Regions from separate parts of the Zea mays genome. Here region 1 is linked to region 2. Evidence: chromatin contacts called from public Hi-C data. All regions are on one chromosome and are shown on one strand. Each heading gives the region's core, a stretch centred on a gene start, on an enhancer-like site or on the middle of the called end of the contact. The rest is flanking DNA. Distances are from core to core; before and after follow the strand shown. Region 1 holds the start of LOC100193529 (Transcription factor MYB44). Region 2 holds the start of LOC100273102.

Evidence for each region. A called contact is a pair of places that touch in the nucleus more often than the background predicts.
Region 1: a contact with region 2 is called in a Hi-C map of bundle sheath, with 2.6 times the contacts expected there. The contact joins the promoter of LOC100193529 here to the promoter of LOC100273102 in region 2. A contact is called at or near these places in 2 of 25 Hi-C or Micro-C datasets (bundle sheath and leaf).

The regions. Positions count from the first base shown.
Region 1 is chr6:107,205,922-107,210,136 of Zm-B73-REFERENCE-NAM-5.0, reverse strand. LOC100193529 (Transcription factor MYB44) reads right to left here and starts at 2,491. Exons shown (of 1, transcript NM_001138640.2): 1 at 1,068-2,491. The coding sequence starts at 2,272. The coding sequence ends at 1,346.
Region 2 is chr6:106,814,036-106,818,220 of Zm-B73-REFERENCE-NAM-5.0, reverse strand. LOC100273102 reads right to left here and starts at 2,146. Exons shown (of 10, transcript NM_001147551.1): 1 at 1,863-2,146; 2 at 1,510-1,561; 3 at 1,361-1,418; 4 at 753-821; 5 at 538-663; 6 at 388-438; 7 at 231-308; 8 at 42-141. The coding sequence starts at 2,094. It overlaps LOC103629707 (heptahelical transmembrane protein 1), which reads right to left. Exons shown (of 4, transcript NM_001346971.1): 4 at 3,354-4,185. The coding sequence ends at 3,642.

The sequences.
Region 1 (4,215 bases), core at 1,242-3,741, 390 kb before region 2:
CTCGTCGTTTTATGTTAGTCCAGTTCATTTCAGTTGAACACATATCTCTTCTTCTGTATCTGTACTATTTAAAGCTAACAGTCTCCACCGTCGTCGTCGTCGTGGTGGTGGTGCCACGCCCTTTCTCAGATCTAACTGTCTCAATGGTAGACTTTCTTGATAAAAGAGGATCCGCCAAACCCGAGAACATAGCTTAGCCAACCGCCAGTGACGAATGGCCAAATTCTTGGCGGAAGCTGGGTGCTTGAGGCCAGGGGCCTTGAGCGGCATGCCCAGGCCTCTGCAGCGAAAAGATCAGGTGACAAGACACGAGCAACCAGATCCCCTCCCTTGTCCATTTCTGGCCTGCCGACAAGCAGAAGTGCCAGACCCCAGCACCACGCTTTCGACTTGGCTCCACTCCACACGCGTAGTACCTTTTTCGAGCGCCACATGCGTCTGCAAAAAAACGAAGATAGACCTGCAGGAGAAAAGACTCAAAAGAGGGAAAGACGTTCGGTCCTAAAGATTTTTTTCTAAAAAAAATATTCGAATTTTGAACGACGTATTATTCGCATTAGATGAATAAATTATGTATCGTCTAAAAGTTAAAAAAACAAACTAACCTCAGACGCCTGTCGTTTAGCAGCAACTCTCTTTCCGCGCACGACACAGTGGGTCGAGACTCGAGAGGACCAGATCGGTCACCAACGAATCCACCGATGGTCGATCCGTCGTCGTACTACTCGCGTCTACTCGATGTCTCCTGTCCACTCACCTGTCAAATGGAGCTCGGCACGGCACCTATAGATGCTTGCCGCCGCGTGGAAGTACGGTTGTTCTGGCGCCGGATTTGGAGGAGGAGTGCCGGCGTTGGTGCTGCTGCCAAGATGTGTGTCACGCGACAGCAACTCGGCGCCAAAATGCGTTGGTGCTGCGATCTAGATCGTCGTCGGCTTGCGGGATGTGGTGGGTTCGTTGGAAAATGGAAGGCGCCGGATTTGCACTGACTGGCTGGCTGCATTATTATTTCCTCGCAGTACTGGTACCCAACCGTGCGATTTACTCACCCACACGTTCAAAAACTTGCAGGCAACATTTCGTGTCGTTTCGTTTCGATTAGGCAAGGCAGCGCAATGCTCTCTTAAAGCAGATATATGCGGCAATGGCGAGCTCAGATTGTAGCGCGCCATCCGTTCCGTTTCTTTCATGTACATTACAAGGCTTTCTGCTTTCAGCCCAGCCAATTTTTCCCTCCACCTTAAAACCAAGTTTGCTACTCCAACAACCGTTGCGTTGCGGTCGCCCTAGCTAGACGACGATTTGGGAGCACTGACGGTTTGATGCCCCCGCCGGGGGCGCGGGGCTACTGCATCCGGCCGACCTGTTCGGCGGCAGCGCGCATGACGCCGTCCACCAGCTGCGGCATGCAGAGGTCGGTCGCGCCAACGGCGCCGCAGCCGGCGCGCAGGCCCGCGCTCGCCATGTACCGCTGCACCTCGGTGCGGATCAGCTGCTGCATCGCCGCCGCGAACTCGGGGCTGAACGGGTAGGCCGAGGGCGCGGGTGAGGAGGGCGACGGCGGGAGCTCCTGGAAGTGGCTGTCGGCGGCGGCGCTGTGGTGGTGAAACCGCTGGTCCGTGCCGGGAAGCGAGAGGCTGAGGGCGGTGAGCGGGTCCTCCTCCTGCGGACGGCTCATGGCGCAGTCCGCCGGCTCGAACCCGCCGGAGCGCGCGGCCACGGGGCGGTAAATCTGGCCGGACCCGGACCCGGACCCGGACCCGGCGCCGTGGCTGCTGAGGTCGCTACGGTCGGACCCCGACCCCGACCCCGAGGGGCTGTCGGGCGGCGAGATGCTCATCATCATCATCTTGCCCCGGCGCGCCTCGGTCTCGGCGGCGGCGGCGGAGTCGTCAGCGGAAACCGCCGAACCGGACGCGGCGGCGGCGGCGCCGAGCTTGCGCTTGAGGGAGCAGTTCCAGTGGTTCTTGACGGCGTTGTCGGTGCGGCCGGGGAGCAGGCGCGCGATGGCGGCCCAGCGGTTGCCGAGGCGGGCGTGGGCGCGGGCGATGGCCGCGTCCTCGTCGGCCGTGAAGGGGCGGCGCGCCACCCTTGGCGACAGCTGGTTGCACCACCGCAGGCGGCACGACTTGCCCGACCGGCCCGGGACGCCGCGCCCGATCGCCGTCCAGTTGCGCGCGCCGTGCCGCTCCACCAGCCGCCGCAGCGCCTCGTCCTCCTCGGGGCTCCACGGGCCCCTGATTCTGTCGCGCTCCGCCGCCTCCGCGCCCATGTCCTGTCCTGTCCGGAGTCCGGACGACGACGAGGACCAAAAAAAAAAAACAGGACGCCTGCTTGCCGCCTAGTAGTCGACGACAACGAGTGGTGGTTGCTGGGCTTGGGTAGCGGCGGCCCGGGGCGGAAAGGCGTTTGGTTCCTTCCGGTTTCTGTAAAACGAGCAGTGGTGGTGGTAGCGGAGAGAAGACGAGACGAGGTTTGGTTGGAGAGCAATAGTGACGGTGGAGCGGCGGGTCCGTACTTATAGCGGCGCGGCGGGCGGTGACCTGATCACCTGACCGGCAACACAGCTGGCACCCAACAGCCGCGTCGCGAGGCCCGGAGCCACCTCAGGCTGCCGTACCCGCCTGCGCTTGTCGTTTTTCTCCAGCTGTATGGCATGTGGGGAGGTCGAGAGTCAGTGGGCCCGCGGATCAGTGGGAGTACGGCGCTTTGACCCGGTGGTTTTATGGGGACTGGGAATGGGGCGGCGGTTTGCCTCGGCGGATTCGAAATTCGAGCCGTGTCTCTTTCTCTATCCCCTGTTCCGTGTTTTTACGTGGACGGGGTCACCGGGGGGGGGGGGGGAGTGGGAAACGGCTGGCTGGTGTAGTGGTGTGGTGCGGCCGGCGTTGCGACGTCGCGATGCGTAACGGCCAACGGACGGATTTGAATCGGACGGTGAAAAGGATTCGAAGCGAGCCCGGTAATCTAACGGCGTCTGCTCTGCTCCTCGACAGACTGGGCTTTTTCCAGTTGTTCAACACCGCAAGGTACTCTCTACCGCTGCACGGATGACGACGGAGACAGCTGTTTCTCTCGGACCATAAAATTCGATCGGTTTCGTCGTTTTGTGGCGCCCATCGTCGCGACGCGAGGTCCACAAAGCGACAAAGGCGTGGAAGTAGCACTAGTAGTACTAGTGGTGGAGTGGACTGGAAACTACCCGGGCGGGGCGGGGCGGGGAGTGGAAAGCCGCGCCGTGGACTCGTGGCGGTACTGTGCGTGCTGCGTGCACAAACGAAAACGAGCGGCCATGCCCATGCAGCGGCGGTGACGACGTGACCCGGTGGGCCCACCCGCCGGTCGAGATGAACAAGCAGGAGGGACGCTGCTGGAGTGCTGGTGTTCGGTGTTCCGTGTTGCCCTCATCCGTCCGTCCACGTACCCGGTACCAGAACCGCCCACAGCCGGCCCCACGCCCCCACGCTCCACAGAACGGTCGGTCCATCATCCATCCCCCCCTGCGGGCCGACGCGCAGGTGCACGCACGCCAGTTCATCGCGCCCGCCACCCCACGTGGGGTAGGCCCTGCCCCCGACTGTGTACCGTACAGGCGTGTACCACCCGGTACTACGGTACGTATCCGACCTGGGCCTGTCCTTTCCTCGCCGCTTCTTATGACCGGTGGTCCCCCCGCGGCAGACGGATCCGGCCAAGGCGGCGGTTTGGGCGCAGGCGATAGGTAGATAGATATCCCCGGTCCAGGGCCAGACAGACTGGCGCGCACTTTGCTTGTCATCTTTTAAAAAGCGGCGCGGTTTCGTGGGAAGAGGGTTTGCGGTGGTCGTGGGCGATGGACGCCCCCACGTCTGCCCGTCACCGGCTCACCGCCCACTGCGCCCCTGCTGCTGCTTGCCCGCGGAATCGTGGTACGGTACGGGACCCTGACCCCACGCCTGCGTGGAGCTGAAAGCAACGGTGCTGACAACTGACATGCTGTAGAGCGGTGCGAACCAGTGATCCTTATTTGATTTGAAATATAAATATTATTTATGTTTTGTCTAAATAGATTAATTAGATTTAGATACAATCTTAACGTTGTCCTCCTGACCGTACAACAAGAAAGTGTGAAGTGGCTTGCAGCTACGGAATGGTGGGAAAATAAAGTCACTTCTTATGGGAGTTACTACAACCTCTATATAGAGATAATAAAACTCTTTAAGACAATCGTGCTGC
Region 2 (4,185 bases), core at 897-3,396:
ATGTTCAGGGAAATCATGACTGGCAGTGAGGAAAGTCTTACCATCGACTTTGCCAGGCTTCTTGCCCCAACGGTGATGAAATAACCATTCCTTCGGAAAGCGGTCCATGTCAGCATCAACTTCGACAGCATATTTGACAACCTAGAAAATTCTTGATCAGGAGGTTGGTATGCTATACATACTTCGGTAGAAAGTAAATTCAGTACATAGTGATGTCCCATTAGACCCACCTCTTCGATACTCTGGTGCAGTGCTTCACAACTCTCCCTAGGTAGATTCGAAGCAATCTGTAATGGATGGATCCTTGACTGGCAAAAAAAATCAAATTTAATTTTGCTACATTTTATGCGAGCCACACCAACCAACTGCTGAAGAATGTATGAATACCTGGTAAAGCACCTCGTCTGCAATCCAATTGCCAATGCCTGATATGAAGCTCTGCTCATTTTATAAAAAAAAACTGCAACAAGTCAAGTATGTACAGTGCAGGGAAAACATTTTTGCACAGGCAAAGCTTGTAGGTTGGATGCTGGTCACCTGATCAAGTAGAAGAGCTTTTATCCCTATCTTCTTTCTACCCAGGGAGTCCAAGAAACTATCGACGGACATTGGTTCAAACAGAGCATCTGGGCCTAACTCAGAAATTGGGGGTAAGGTTTCAGGCTGCAAATATAACTTGGGTGAGAAAATCTGTATGAGGAACAGGAAAGCAATCGGATGTTTTTTAAATACAGCCTATGAAAAATACCTACATCTTCAAACAAACGAACTCTTGCAAAGCGCCGTTTATCAGTGAAAGAGAACTCCAAACCATCATCAAGCTATAAATCAAACCAAAAGGTTAGAAATAACAAGGTTCAGAACCAACACCCCACGAGCTGTTTTTTTTAAAAAAAAAATACACAAATTGGCTAGTACGAAACTGAAATGAGATTTGTGCCTTTCACTCTTTGAACTGAATAACCATTAAAGCAGCCATCAGAGATGAAACTGAGATTAATCAATAATATAATATGTTCCCCAAGTTTCTTTCCATATCCTAGTTATCAAGTGAGGGGCATTCACAACCACTGTCCATGTGGTTTGTTGAATGATTAGTAACTGGCTCATCTAAAGATGTATTTTTTTTACTAAGTTTACTGGAAGATATCTCTTGCTTTTTTACTGTTATTGTACTAAGCAAAAAATAGTGTGCAAGAACATGGAATCAATGTTGATTTAGACTTGATAATAACTTGTACTGGACATCACATTTTTATCAGTGTACAATCCGAGTTGCGAAAGTAACATATAACCAACAAGAGCGTGAGTGCCATGCTAGAAAACAAAATTGATGCGACACTGTGTTTGGGATAATTACCTCAGCAAAGAATTTAGAGTGTTTGGAGGGCCACTCCTCTTCGGAATTAACAACGGATCTGCAGCCTTGTGAAGAAATTATTTCCTAGAAACCGATTGGTGAACTCACATAATCACAACGTACGTATAAAACGGTAAAATATCACCTGCCTCTTATAATTCGTCACAGGAATGCCTTTGATATATATCGCGCCTGCCATCCCTGCAGTCCAAAGAATGCTCTTATAACCCCTCACCTATTTAGTATTAGACCAGCGCAAAGTAGCAGAATCCATGCGATTGCTAAGCATAATTAAACATAGATAACAGCTATAATTTTCGACCAAATGCATAGCAGTATAAGACAAAGGTGCCCTTTCTAACTACCAATTTTCTGAATAACAACAATACACTGGGTAGGCAGCCAAGCACTAGCGGAGCACCGAAGCTATAGTAGTACTAGTACCAAATAATGGTTAAGGTTAAGTCTAGGCCACGTAGTAAGTGGTACGGCGCGGACTGACCGAACTGGAAGGACGGGAAGGGCGGCGCGTCGAGCTGGAGCCAGAGGTTCTTGCCCCTCCGGCGCGCGGCGACGATGGTCCGGCCGACCATGGCCCGCTCGAAGGCCGCGCGGCCGGCGGCGGCAACGACCACCTTGGCGTCGTCCGCCACGGCGCAGCGCGCGATGCGCCTCCCCACGCAGTGCGCCTGCAGCGCCCGACGCGCCGCCTCCACCTCCGGCAGCTCCGGCATCGCCGCGCGTTTAACTTCCCTCTCCCCGTTCCTCTCGCTCACTCGTCGTCAGCCGTCAGGTGAGTGGTGACTGGTGAGAGCCTCCCTTCCGTGTTTCTTCTCCCCTCCTGGTCCAGTGTGAGCCCATGTATGTGTTCCGCGCAGCACGGCCCATGTTCTTTGTGGCCTGATACTCTCATGAAATAACAAACAAGAACTAGGACTGTAAAATCTGGTAAAAATACATCATGTTCGTTGTGGTAGCTGCTAGGAGCCTAGGACTGTCCGCAATGACCGGATTATGGAGGAGGTCCCGGCCTATATTATTCGTCGCAGTTGCAAAAAAAAAAAAAACTTCATTATCTATTATAAAGGCAGGTCTTTGAATGCAGTAGGAAGTTTTGCTGTCAACAACAACACAAAATGCTTTGGCCTCTATGGGTTTTGCAGGATACTATGTTGTATAGCCACCTGAAAAAAAAAAGATCCGCTGTGAATACTATGTGAATATGTGATGGAGAAGTGAGAACGAAGATTGGTCCCAGTATGGACGGCATTTGACTCCACACAAACAGAAGCATAATTGTTGTTTTTAGAGTGCGCAAAACATATAAAACTGTTGTTGGAGTATGAAAAAAATATAAAGCATTTCTACATAAATTATTCTTCGACTAATAATTTATATAGCGAGTAAGTAATGATTTAGATAGTGAGAGCCATTTGGGGGCCACGGCCTGGGCCAGGGCCAGCATTGATACCGGAAAAGCTTGCAGAGCTGTTGGCCTGCCGCGCGCGGGCAGCTCACTGCTCACACGACTCGGGGGGGCCCGACCGTCCCGGAGGTGGCAGGAACGACTCGCGGTCACGCCATGAATGGGTTGGCAATCGGCACTCGGCAGCGCCGTCCCGGATGCCGACGGCGACGACGCCGGCCGGCAGTATAATGGCCGGCCGATTGGACCGACTGCCAGCCGGGCATGACAACTGCGAGCTGCACGGAATGAGAGGTCAGTCAGAGCCAGGTCCGTTGGGTTGTTGGACGGGTCGGCCGCCCATTTATGAGACGAGCCCGGCCGGTGAGAGTCGCTCCACCTGTACTGTACCTGTGCTACCGGTCTCGACGTCGCGTCTAGGCTACTCCGCCTGACCTGAAAGCAACCGGATGCTGCACGGATCGGAGTAGCCCATCCGCTCGCGTTATCGTCGATGGCAACACAGACAGATCGACGCGAAACCTCCGTTTTGATTTTTTTTTTTAAAAAAGAACTTTTGGATTTGCATTTTCAAACCGATCGAAAGAATGTATTAATCAATCATTACTCGATGAGCTTCGTCTATGTACAAATTGACAAGGAATCTGTGACTGACGCCAATCAACTCTCTGTCATTAACGATGAATCTCGCACACTTGCTGCTGCTGCTGTAAGGAAAAGGTGTAAACAAAAAAAAATATGGTTTAGTTTCTTCTTTCCCAATCATCATATCGTATCGATCACTGGACGGACACCCGCAAATATAATGTCGTCGCGGGCAAGCATCCGGCCGGCGCGCCCGTACTGTCTGAGCACCTAACTGGCCGGGCAGCCCATCTCGTCGCGAGCCCTGAGGAACACGATGGCGGCGCCGTAGTGCGCGAGCGCGCCGGCGATGACGAGCGCGTGGAAGATCTGGTGGCTGTGGCCGGCGAGGTCGAAGGCGCCGGGGCGCCAGCGCTCGGGCACCCGGGCGAGGTAGAACGCGGTGCCGACCAGGTAGGACGCGGCCATGGCGCCCTCGTACGCCAGCGTGACGTTGCGGCGCGGCTCGTGCCAGTTGGCGGCGGCCGCGTGCGCCGCGGGGACCACCCCGGACAGGCCCATGCCGACGAACAGCAGCGCGCGGCGGGCGCGGTAGCGCGGCGCGCTCAGGCGGGGCGACATGAGCGCGTACACCGTGCCCGCCCCGGCCGCCGTGATCGCCGACAGGTACGCCGCCCGCCAGCGCGGCTCGCACTGGAAGATGTAGTAGATGGGCGGGAAGAAGGAGACCACGATCATGACCGCGATGCCCGTGTAGTCGAGGCGGATCAGCAGCAGGTTCAGCCGGTGCGAGTGGCACGACAGCAGGTGGCAC